Linked DNA regions of Rattus norvegicus: region 1 is linked to region 2. The links are chromatin contacts, called in public Hi-C maps. All regions are on one chromosome and are shown on one strand. The core of a region is the stretch at or near the end of the contact, and the rest is flanking DNA. Distances in the headings are between cores, read along the strand shown.

What was found. A called contact is a pair of places that touch in the nucleus more often than the background predicts.
Region 1: a Hi-C map of Schwann cells shows a contact between it and region 2, with 1.7 times the contacts expected there. The contact joins the enhancer-like site here to the promoter of Izumo1r in region 2. A contact is called at or near these places in 3 of 12 Hi-C or Micro-C datasets (Schwann cells, frontal cortex and hepatocytes).

The regions. Positions count from the first base shown.
Region 1 is chr8:20,127,252-20,132,629 of GRCr8, reverse strand. Panx1 (Pannexin 1) reads left to right here. Exons shown (of 5, transcript NM_199397.2): 5 at 1-19. Among named protein-coding and RNA genes, the nearest start is that of Panx1, 41 kb to the left of the region's middle. Within about 2 kb of position 1,884, at least 27 of the 93 cell types and tissues checked have an H3K27ac peak or open chromatin away from gene starts, as enhancers often do. A contact at or near this core is called in Schwann cells, where this site is marked.
Region 2 is chr8:20,028,217-20,034,037 of GRCr8, reverse strand. It overlaps Izumo1r (IZUMO1 receptor, JUNO), which reads left to right and starts at 4,460. Exons shown (of 5, transcript NM_001398801.1): 1 at 4,460-4,514; 2 at 5,730-5,821. The coding sequence starts at 5,733. LOC134479994 (a long non-coding RNA gene) reads right to left here and starts at 4,942. Exons shown (of 7, transcript XR_010054081.1): 1 at 4,572-4,942; 2 at 2,697-3,283; 3 at 1,955-2,365.

The sequences.
Region 1 (5,378 bases), core at 635-3,134, 100 kb before region 2:
TTAAGCCCAACTTTTAAAATTGCACATTGATTTATATAATCGAAGTCATTTGAGAAGAGCATTCCAGCACTGATAAGGGTTTTGGAGTAAGTCGTACAGTAGGAGGTTAGAACAGACTCTGGCATTGCTTTGTTTTGTTTGCATTGCTTTGTTTTGTTTTGTGACACGGTCCCCTGCCTCACTCAGACTCAGACTGCCCTCAGGGTCTTCCTTCCCTCACTCTTCCAAGCTGACCCAGAATTCGTTAAAACCTGATTACATTCTGACCACATGAGTGTGTTACATGTTCGCAGTTTATATAGAAATCTTTAGTCTTCACACCTTCCCAGTTTTACCAGGTTTAAAGGGAAGTCCTCAGGAACCTCCCAGTTTACTTTGGGTCAATCATAGGAACAATTGTTTACCTAATCTAATGGCTTTTGGTGAAATCGGAAGTTACGTTAAGTGGTTGTCTGCCTTTGGGGGTGTACAGAAAAGCAGGCTTTGCTTATACTTTCTACGTTGGGAAGTGAATATCAGGAGTGCGCTGGGTGCTTTGATTGGCACTGTCCCACGATATTTCTCCCTGTTGCGTTATGGTATGACGGAGAAGTGGTAACTAAGAAACTGGTTTTGTATATTTTTACATTGCCATGTCTGAGACATTCCATTACAGTTCTCTCTGTGTGTGTGTGTGTGTGTGTGTGTGTGTGTGTGTGTGTGTGTGTGTGTGTGGTTTATCTTTTTTTTAACTTCGAAATGACCTTTAAAATATTTTTTTAGCATATAGATTTTTCTTTTCAAAAAGCTCCGTCTTTTTGTAGCATATACCTATAACGTGTACTTGAAGGCAGTAAAAAACGATGTTTTATTTTAGAAGACCAGGAATGGTCTGAGCTAATCCTGCGCAACCTTTGGTCGGAATGTGCTTGGGGACCTCAACCTCTGTTTCATTTGGCCCTCCTATTCTCACCCAGAGCTCCGAGAGGACCCACAGCATCCCGGGCATCACACCTGGTACTAGCTGTGACAAATGAACAGGCAGGTCCTCTTTTGAGGGCACCAGAGCGTAGCAACAGGTAGTAAAGACCTAGATGATCACTAAAAAACCATAGATAGCCACAGGAAAGATCCTTCCAAAAATCCCTCTGTAGTGTTGGGAGGAGCCACGATGTCTGGTCCCCCTGTCCGGAGTCCCACAGATGGTGATTTATGGGGTCTGGTATTTTCATAGAGGCCAATGACTATTTCAGCCGTAAAGGCTCTCTGAGTCGAAGTTTAGATAAAGCTATATCAGTGGTTTTGAGCAGTTGGCTTAGTCGGCTTCTCTCCTTTCCAGGACATAAGGAGAAGCCTGTGGGGTGCGGCCCACGGTGCTGTAGTCGAGTTTATAGCTCCAAGGGGCCGTATTGGGATGCCCAGCAGTACCCTTCTGTCTGGTGACCCGAAAGCTGAGAGCACTTCTCTAGTGATGATGGTAGGAATTACTTTGTAAGCACTCTTCCTTTTCTTACGGACATACACAGACCCTAAATGACCACCCTGGGGCCACTAACCTTGTTTCCAGTCTTAGGGAAGTACTTCTTTCCTTAGTGGACTCCTGAGGCCTGCAAACCGGAGCCACACAGCGGCGTGGCAGTGAATAGTACAGATCATTCTGGAAGCAGGGTTCTGGCACATTTGCAGCCTACCAAGGGACACATAGTAGAGGCCCTCCAGCTCTGGGCGGGGGCTACTTTTAAAGCTACCAACACGTATTTTGTTGCAGCTCGTGCTTGCCGAAGTGTGAGCCCCACACTGAGTGGGGTGTACCTTGCCCTCGAGAAGGCTCTTGCCCTCTGCTTGAGACTTGGCGTAATTGGGTCATGTTTACACACTTCCTGAGAGAATGCTGCCTTCTTGTTAGTCACCTTCTCTGGAGTCAGACTCAGCAGTCAGTCAGGGAGGCCGGCAGCCTGTGCGACTAGGCAGCCAGCATTGGTTCTGTTTTCTCTGGAGCCATGAGGCTAACCCTTTCCTGTCTGGTCCCTGCTCTCCCTCTCCGGCGTGTCAGGAGGAAGGGGACAACATACCACTTACAGGGCATCATCCTGCTTCCCGGTGGCCGTGTTAGGGGCTCCACACTCCCATGTGTTTTTTGCATGTATGTTTTCACATATGACATACCCAAAACCCAGACCCTGTGACTTTGTTCCTGTGAAAGACGGGTGTCTACACCTCTCCTGATCCGCATCCTGCCTGGTTTAATCTGTATGTGTCAGAGCAGCGCAAATAGATCTACAAAGGTCAGGAGCTCTGATTTGCTGCTGTGTCACCAACTCTTAAGTCAGCTGAGACACCCCATGCCCTCTGTAAACGCAGGCAGAGTGAGCAAGCAGGGGAAACAGCAGGGAGGCCTGCTCCTTGGCATTTAGGATCTGATTTAAAAGGCACTGGTCTGCTGCAGGAGGAGGATGGTGGGAAGGCTCAGAAGGGAGCTCATAGCCTTTCCTGTGAGCAGTGGCTGAGTCTCAGCTTTTGATGTGGGATGAGTCACAACCACTTTCCAAGTTCAGCATGAGTTCAAGGCTCTCTTGCGGTGACGGTGACGAGGGAAGTGGGTGTCTTAAGGCCCTGGTCTCAGCAGTGCAGAATAAACCTCTTAAAGGAGCTGTGGCTAGAACGTGCAATTACCAATTAATGTTTTGTCTGCAGGCACTGGAGATGAACGGCTCCTTTGGGGCAATCACTGGCATTTTAGCCTTATTTCTCGTAAGAACAGTGAAAGCCTCTTAGAAGATTGACAGGGATGCTATTGTGTCAAATGTGGAATATAATAAGTGCTAATTCGTAGTTGGTTTTCCTGCCTGCATTAAATTAGATGTATTGTGTTTCTGGGTCCCTTTTTAGCTGTGAAATTAGTTGTCACTGAAGCATGTAGATTTTAATCAGTCATTGTTCTTAGGTTCCCGAAACCACAAAGTTTCGTGTGTCTTGAGGCACTTTCTTCCTTGCCCAACCACGGGAGAAAACAGTGGGATTCTGCAGTGTGATAAGTGCTCCCTAGGAAAACGGACACAATCAGTTCCACTTTTTCACAAGTTGGCCTTTTAAAAACATCATGGTTACAGTGTGCAGGCATTCAGTATAGTGATGCTCTGTGTGTAAGTTAAATCCCCTCTCCCTCCTTCCCTCCCTCCTCTGGTGGTGTGATGGTGGTGTGTATGTGTGTGTTTGACACAGGGTTTCTCTGTGTAGCTCTGGTTACAGAATTCTTCTGTTGTTTTCGTTGTTATTGTTTCGAGACAAGGTTTCTCTGTGTAGCCCTGGCTATTCTGGAACTCTCCACATAGACTGGACTGGCCTCAAACTCAGAGATCCACTTGGCTCTGCATCCTTAGGTGCTGGGACTAAAGGCATGTGCCTGGCTAAGTTAAATTTCTAATGATTACTAATGATTCTTTTTTTTTTTTTTTTTTTTTTTTTGCTGTGTCATTTGGTGAAAAAATCCGAGCTGATGAAGAACAGCTTTAAACACTTAAGTTCATCTTCAGTTTCGTTCCACAAAGTCCAGAGACCAAATGATGGTGTCAAAATAACCTTGTAAAGAACATGTCTGAAAGCTTATCACACTGCTGAACTTGGTGCTTCCACGGGAGGTGCTTGGAACTCAGTGCTTCCACAGGAGGTGCTTGGAACTCAGTGCTTCCATGGGAGGTGCTTGGAGCTTGGTGCTTCATGGAAGGTGCTTGGAACTCAGTGCTTCCATGGGAGGTGCTTGACCACACACACAGACATTTCTCTAAAGAGGCTGTTGTGTCTGCAGACAACAGCAAATGGTGCTTCAGTACTGTGCTATGTTTCTCTAAATAAAACTTTCTAAGTAACAGAGTCGAGTCATCATCTTTCTCGCCATCTTCAGGAGTCGCTTCACTGAAGATGGAGCCAGAGGATGAGGTTTGAAATGCACAGGGCTCATCCCTGCCTGGAAATGGGTGACTTTCAGGAGCTTCCATGATGTTTGCTAATGACTGTCCAGCCGGCAGTAAATGAGGGAGGTCCTTGATGAGAGGCCTACAGGTCGGTGTTTGTAAAGTGTACTGTCTGGTAGGGAGCTGTTTGGACCATGTGCTCATGGACAGGATTGGACCTGCTTACCTCTGCTGAAGGAGAGAACACTTCTGCTATAGAAATTAATACATCTCATGGGTTTAGTCATCCACAGGCACACCTCGTTAGAACTTAACAGAGTTCCTAGCAGGTGCTAAGCCCTCTGAATGCTTCCGGGTCCCCAGCTGTTCCCCAGGGATCAGGATGTTTCTATTGCTCCGCCACAAGTAACTGCATGAAAGCTCAAAGCATCCACTGCTGATCTTCAAGTTTCCAGAGTCAGGAGTTTGGACAGAGCTTAGCCAGGCTCTCAGCTCAGGGTCTCAGTGTGCAGTCTGGGAGGGTGACAGGTCGCGTCACCTGGAAGAGGCTGAGCTAGAGAAACTGCTGACTAGTCTCTAGCCAGCTGCCACCTGCTGCTCATCTTCAGGCTTGTGGCCCAGGTCCCTCCCCCTCTCTGAAGTAGCCACATGCTCTATTCTGTAATGGCCTTTCAGTCATGGATACTGTCCTGTCTTCTCCTTCCTAATCAACAATCAGCTCTAACTAATACCTCCTGCAGGATATCCTCCCACTTTCTCAGTAACCTCTGCTGACGCCTGTCCCTCTCACCATCCAGATAAACGCAGGAAGCAGGTTGGTTCCTTGTCCCTGTACTCCATTATCTGGTCCAATGCAAGGGTTGTTTGCCTGACAGCTTACTGTGAGCCCTGAGATTGCTAGGTGCCGAGGGGAGCACGGATCAGACGGGGAGCACGGACCAGATGGGGAGGACGGATCAGACGGGGAGCACGGACCAGATGGGGAGGACGGATCAGACGGGGAGCACGAACCAGATGGGGAGGACGGGTTAGTCGGGGAGTACGGACCAGATGGGGAGCACGGACCAGACGGGGAGCACGGACCAGATGGGGAGCACGGACCAGACAGGGAGCACGAACCAGATGGGGAGCACGGACCAGACGGGGAGCACGGACCAGATGGGGAGGACGGATCAGACGGGGAGCACGAACCAGATGGGGAGGACGGGTTAGTCGGGGAGTACGGACCAGATGGGGAGCACGGACCAGACGGGGAGCACGGACCAGACGGGGAGCACGGACCAGATGGGGAGGACGTATCAGACGGGGACCACGGACCAGATGGGGAGGACGGATCAGACGGGGAGCACGGACCAGACGGGGAGCACGGATCAGACCTGGACGTTCCTGGGCCGATCACTCTTCTCTGCATCCTGACCAATTTAAGACGGCCAAGTACACACCCCTCACCCCTCCCTCGTCCCCCTGCTTGAGGGATTGCAACCCTAA
Region 2 (5,821 bases), core at 3,211-5,710:
GGAAGACCCAGGCTCAGACAGTACACAAAGACAAAGGACATTTATTCTGCAGAGACGACCAGCACGCAGGGGTCAACCATTTCATGAAATGGTTACCTCAGACAAAGGCACGCAGGCCTTCTTATAGGGAACGGGGGAGCTAAGGATTGGGTAATCTAAAATCTCATTGGTGGGTGCTAGGGGGTCACAGGTAGTCAGTGGTCAGATTCCTGTGCTCTGGACATTTAACCACAGGATGAGACAGGACTGCCCAGCATAGCTGACCCAGCCTGGGATATTTTCCCATCCTTGTGGACATCCCCAGGCTGTTCTCTGGGAGATGTGTGTGTGTGTGTGAGTGTGTGTGAGTGTGTGTCTGTGTGTGAGTGTGTGTGTGTCTGTGTGTGTGAGTGTGTGTGAGTGTGTGTGTCTCTGTGTGTGTGAGTGTGTGAGTGTGTGTGTGAGTGTGTGTGTGAGTGTGTGTGTGAGTGTGTGTGTGAGTGTGTGTGAGTGTGTGTGTGAGTGTGTGAGTCTGTGTGTGAGTATGTGTGTGTGTCTGTGTGTGAGTGTGTGTGTGAGTGTGTGTGAGTGTGTGAGTCTATGTGAGTGTGTGTATGAGTGTGTTTCTGTGTGTGAGTGTGTGTGTGTGAGTGTGTGTGAGTGTGTGTCTGTGTGTGAGTGTGTGTGTGAGTGTGTGTGAGTGTGTGTCTGTGTGTGTGAGTGTGTGTGAGTGTGTGTGAGTGTTTGAGTGTGTGAGTCTGTGAGTGTGTGTATGAGTGTGTCTGTGTGTCTGTGTGTGAGTGTGTGTGTGTGAGTATGTATGTATGAGTGTGTGTGTCTGTATGTGTGTGTGTATGTGAGTGTGTGTGTGTGAATGTGTGTGTGTGTGTGTGTGTGTGTGTGTGTGATCTTGTTCTGGATTCTATGGTCTGTTCCCAGAGCTGGTATGTATTGCCTTCTTTTTGAAATCAGGCCTGTTCCTTAAATGGAGACAAATGGGGTTTATGTTGTCTATTTCAAAGTAAGTTCTCTCGTGGTTTGAATTAAATAAGAAAAAAGAAAGAGGATGGGAGAAGACAGGAGATAATTTGAAAGACAGGAGAAGGATGTCTGAGAGTAGGAGGATGGGAAAGAAAGGGAGAGAGTAGAAGACATGGGGCTGAGTCATAGTAAACCAGGGAGCTGTCTGGACCAGTGCTCCTGCTCTCTAAAGGCACGTCACCATGGACTGTCCACTCTTGGTCAGGCTTGTGTCTGCCTGAACCGTGGACAGAGGGAGGCTGGGGGAGGCTGACAGGTGCTCCTTGGGGCAGAAGGCAGCTGTGGGAACAAAGCTATAGCAGGAGACATCAGACCCAAGAGAGCGTCTCCCCAAACCACAGAGACCGCAGAGCATCTTCCCTGGTGGGCAGAGGCAAGCGGTCCCTTCTGGGAACCAGAACTGTGTAGGAGTCTCTAGACGCTGAGGCTGAGGGTGAGTGGGCTGTGAGAGAGTGAGCCTTGCCAGGGAGACACCCTCTGGGAGCAGGGCAGCTTCAGATTTACAAGAGTCAGACAAAAGAAAGGGGCTGAGTTCAGCCTGTGAAACCAAGGGAGGGTGAAAGGAGAGAAGTGATTTCCTAAAGTTGTCCTCTGACCTGGGCACTCTCCCTATGGCTCATATGCCTACCCCATCCAGGTCACACACACAGACCAATAATTAATTCAAATAAGGAAAAAATGGACCTCGGATTAAAATAGAGAAATACACGGGGACTAGATTAACAACAGGGCCCGTGAGGAGGGTCAGTGGTTAAGAGCACCGGCTGTTCTTCCAGAGGACCTGGGCTCAATTCCCGGCATCCACATGATCGCTCACAACTGTCTGTAACTCCTGTTCCAGGAGATCTGACACCCTCATACAGACATGCAAAACAGCAACATACATGAAATTTTAAAAAAATATATATTAAAAAGGGAGCCCACAAACACTTACCCTAATGGATACACAGATTTTAAATGCGAGTGTCTGGCAACCATCTTTATGTTTTTAAAGGATCATTCTGGCATTTTTTTGTTTTAAAAAAAAGTGACAAATATTGGAATCTGGCTGAGGATGTGCTTGAATGGCTTGGAAGTTCCTCAGTTCCTGCTTCCAGGTGCCCGTGGGACAGATCCCTCAAGAAGGAGATGGATGGTTGGCTCAAATGAACGCCCTCCCTCTTAAAGAGGAAAACAGAGCGTATAAAATCACACTGGAGATGAGTATCCACTGTGAAATTCTCTCAACTTTCCCGCAGTTTGGAAGAGTTTACAGTAACGCCCTGGGGGCGGGGGTATCATCTTGACTGTTGCGTGGATAGTGCGGTGGAGGGAACCTGTTTGCAGTATCTGAGCCTGGCCCCAGCTGCAAAAAGAAACAAGCGGGTTAAGTCAACAACACCTCACGTTTGGGTGAACCACCCAAGAGCGCTGCCCCTCTGCAGGAGCTACAAACTTGCAAAGAAGCTTTAATTATGTAGGGTAAGGAGGAGGCTTCAGAATTAGAGCCGCTAGGGGGCCTCCTCACTGGCATCTGACTTCAGAGGCCCTGGGGAGCTTTTTTGTCTTCAGAGGCACTGTTTTGGATGGCCTGGTAACCCGAATGGTGGGACAGGACAGTCATCATCCTCCAGCATCCCTGTGACTTCAGGTCACTCCACCCCCACCCCCTTCAGAATCCCTTAAACTGGCTGCACCTCTTCCTCCGGTCTTTAATCCGTTGTTGTTTGCAGCTGCTCCGAGTGGCACCATCTACAGCCAGCCCTGATTTAGCAGCCTTCAGTCAGGAAACAGATTTCTCTGGAACACACTCGGACACAATAGGGCAAAATGAGCTCTGCTCAAGGGCCTCAAACTGCTTCTCCAGGGACAGATGCCTGGCCTGGAGGCTCTCCGAAAGGCAGCCTCTGCGATCGCCCCTCCCCCAGTCCACCTGCGCCCATGCTGGCCGCGACTTTGACTCGTTTCCTACAATTCTGTCCTGGAGGTGGCTAACGCTGCCGTCCTCCTTGTCCCTCTCCCTCCTTGCGAAGGACGTTTTTCCATTCCAGTAATGAGTGTGACTCATTTCTGGATTCTTGCTCTTGCCACATCCACAGTCATTTTAAACTTAATGTTCAATTCCAAATCGCTTACTTGTCAAGACTCGTTGCTCCCTGGGTGTCTATTCAGAACAAGTGTGAGTCCCCGTCTCTGCTGTCCCTGTGGACGCCGATACAAGGAGACCCTTGAGGCAGAAATGCCTTCCCATTTGGCCTCTGATTTCCAGAAGGGAGTCTCAGCTCTGTGGGAGACAGCACATGGAAGTTGGGCTGATAAACATCACCGCTCTGTCTCCAACCCCTAAAGCCAGCACATGCCCCCCCCTAATCCCAGTCTGACTGTGATGTTTAACTTTTTAAAAAAGACCTGGACAGTTCCTACCCCTCGGTCCTGGAGGTGATCCCCTCCCTCACCTGGTCCATAAGCATTAAATATGGAGTCAATCAAGCCTCGTTCAGATTCCAGCTCTCTGGACCTCTATCTGAGCCTCGGTTTCCCCTACATCTGAAAGAGAGTGCTCATTTGGGGGAATTCTTGCAGGCAGTAAGCCAGACCGGGTACCAGTGCCATAGGCTCCAGTCCCATGACTAGTCCTTCTGGATGTTCAATACTTTGTACCCGCGTGTGGAAACTGCCATTTTCCCTGCACATAATTAATATGCTTTGTACACTGACTGGCAGCCGAACATCGTGTGCTGTATTTTGTCTTCCTCAGCGGAAAACGCGGGAGGGTTATTTATTTATTTATTTACTATGTTTCTGTATGAAATTTCAGTGATTTTTGGCTACTTCTCCTTTGGAGGCAGAACATAAAAGACAAGTAAAGTTACAGGCATCACCTCCTACAGAACCTTTGGAGCAGCGGTCAGACCACGCCCCGGGTACAAATGCAGACGGTCCCTGCCCGGGCTGAGGGGCGGCTTTTGTTTCAGGTTTGATTTTTGCTTAAATCCTTGGCGCTCCAGGCTGCCTGTCTGTGCACCTGTGCGCTGCTAAGCTAGCTCCGGATGCTGTGGGAGGATGCTGTTAGCCAGGGGCCCCAGGGAGCTGAGCAGAAGAAGGGCCCCGTGGAACACTGGAGAGGAAGAGCGCGCTTCCGAGAACAAAAGATGAAGGAACTGTTAAGACATCCTTGTGCCGTGACCTTTTCGTGATCTCTCTTTCCTGACAGTCCCTGCCAACAGCTCTCATTACAGAGCACTAGACTGATAGAATCTAAGCTATCCCCAAGTTCTCGCAGGTTAGCAGCAGCGCTGAGAGTTGAACTTGTCCACTGCATGGATCTCTGGTACCGAAACGTCTTGTTTTTCTATCTTGAAGGCATGGAGGATGCTTAGGTCTGGCTACTTGCTGCTCTCCGCACCTGTAGCTCATAGAAGCTGAAGGGCAATAAAAGGCCAGTGGGTGGAGTGCCCTGAGCCTGCTCACCTCTCTGGGCCCAGGAAGAGCAACCAGAGGGCCCTGCCTTGAGGGTAAGTCTGAAGACAACGCTGAGAGGACTGACATCTTTCCTCTCTTGTCTATCTTACCTTCCTGGTCTTTGAGAAGAGTTGTTCTTTGTGCAAACTTGGAGCTCTGTGGGAAAACAGCCGTAGGTTTCGAGGTCGGGGTGGGTTCTGCAGTAGAATCTGGGTCTCTCTCTAATCCACATCTCAGACGTCCTGAGGTAGACATAGGCTAAACTGCTATGTGTAGGGCATGCTCCCAGCAGGCCTAGGAGCCATAGGAGCCATGAAGACCTGGCAGTGAGGACTGACTGGAGCCCTCCTGGAGCAGGGTGCACCCTTGCTCTAGCCGGGGGTGGGAGGGTACATCTTTCTGTCCATCCTCTCCACCCCCACCCATTGCCAGTACAAGCCAGAAGAGAACTGGAAATGTATCCGCAAACACCAAGGTACAAGCCAGCCTCCATGTTCCCGTGCTAGGGTTAAAGATGGAAGGTTCCTCAGCTCCTCATGCCTGACTGTGCTCCCAGCCCTTAGAGGCCAGCAGGATTCTTAGCGTTGTCTATTATGGCCTGACACTTAGGGTGTCTCTGAGATAGACTGGGGTGGGTTGAAATGAGCTAAAGAGAGCTCAGCGGTTGCAGGGACAGAGTGGGGATGAGCTACTCCGAGAAGCTCCATAGCCTGGTGCGGACCCTTCCTAGGGACTAGAATTAGGGTTGGCACGTGACGGAGAAAGCTAAGGCCAGCCTCAACCACCCCATCCCACCATATCCTTTGGCCATAAGGAGAATCTGCTTACTGGGATTGGTCACTTGGCCAAGAAGCTGTCTGCGGGCTGGGCCCAAAGCTCTAAACTCCCAGTCCATATATTACTGAGCTAGCAAAACCGCATCTAAGTGAACACAGCTTGAAAACATTCCCCACCTGCCCTCCTCTTCAGAGCTGTCTGTCTGTTTTTCCTTTTTCTTTTTTCTCTCTTTCCTCTTATTGCTCAGTTTGGTGTCTACGTTTCTACCATGGTTTGTACTGGGGTGTCAGATCCAAGTCATACTCTACGTTCTGTGATGTTGCTCTACACAGAAGGTTCTAGGAGCAGCCAGAGTGTTTCAGGGTTCCTAAGGGAGCCCTGGAGCCCCTACTCCCTCTCCAATGCCTGAAGGTTGGCAGGAGCAGGGTGGGTCTTACCTTCTTGGTCTTTGAGAATAATGTCCTCTCTACCTTAGGCTCCCCTCTCAACAGGTCATGGCACAATGGTGGCTGATCCTCCTGGGCTTGTGGACAGTCCTGCCCAGCTTGGCCGGGGGCAAGCTGCTCAATGTCTGCATGAATTC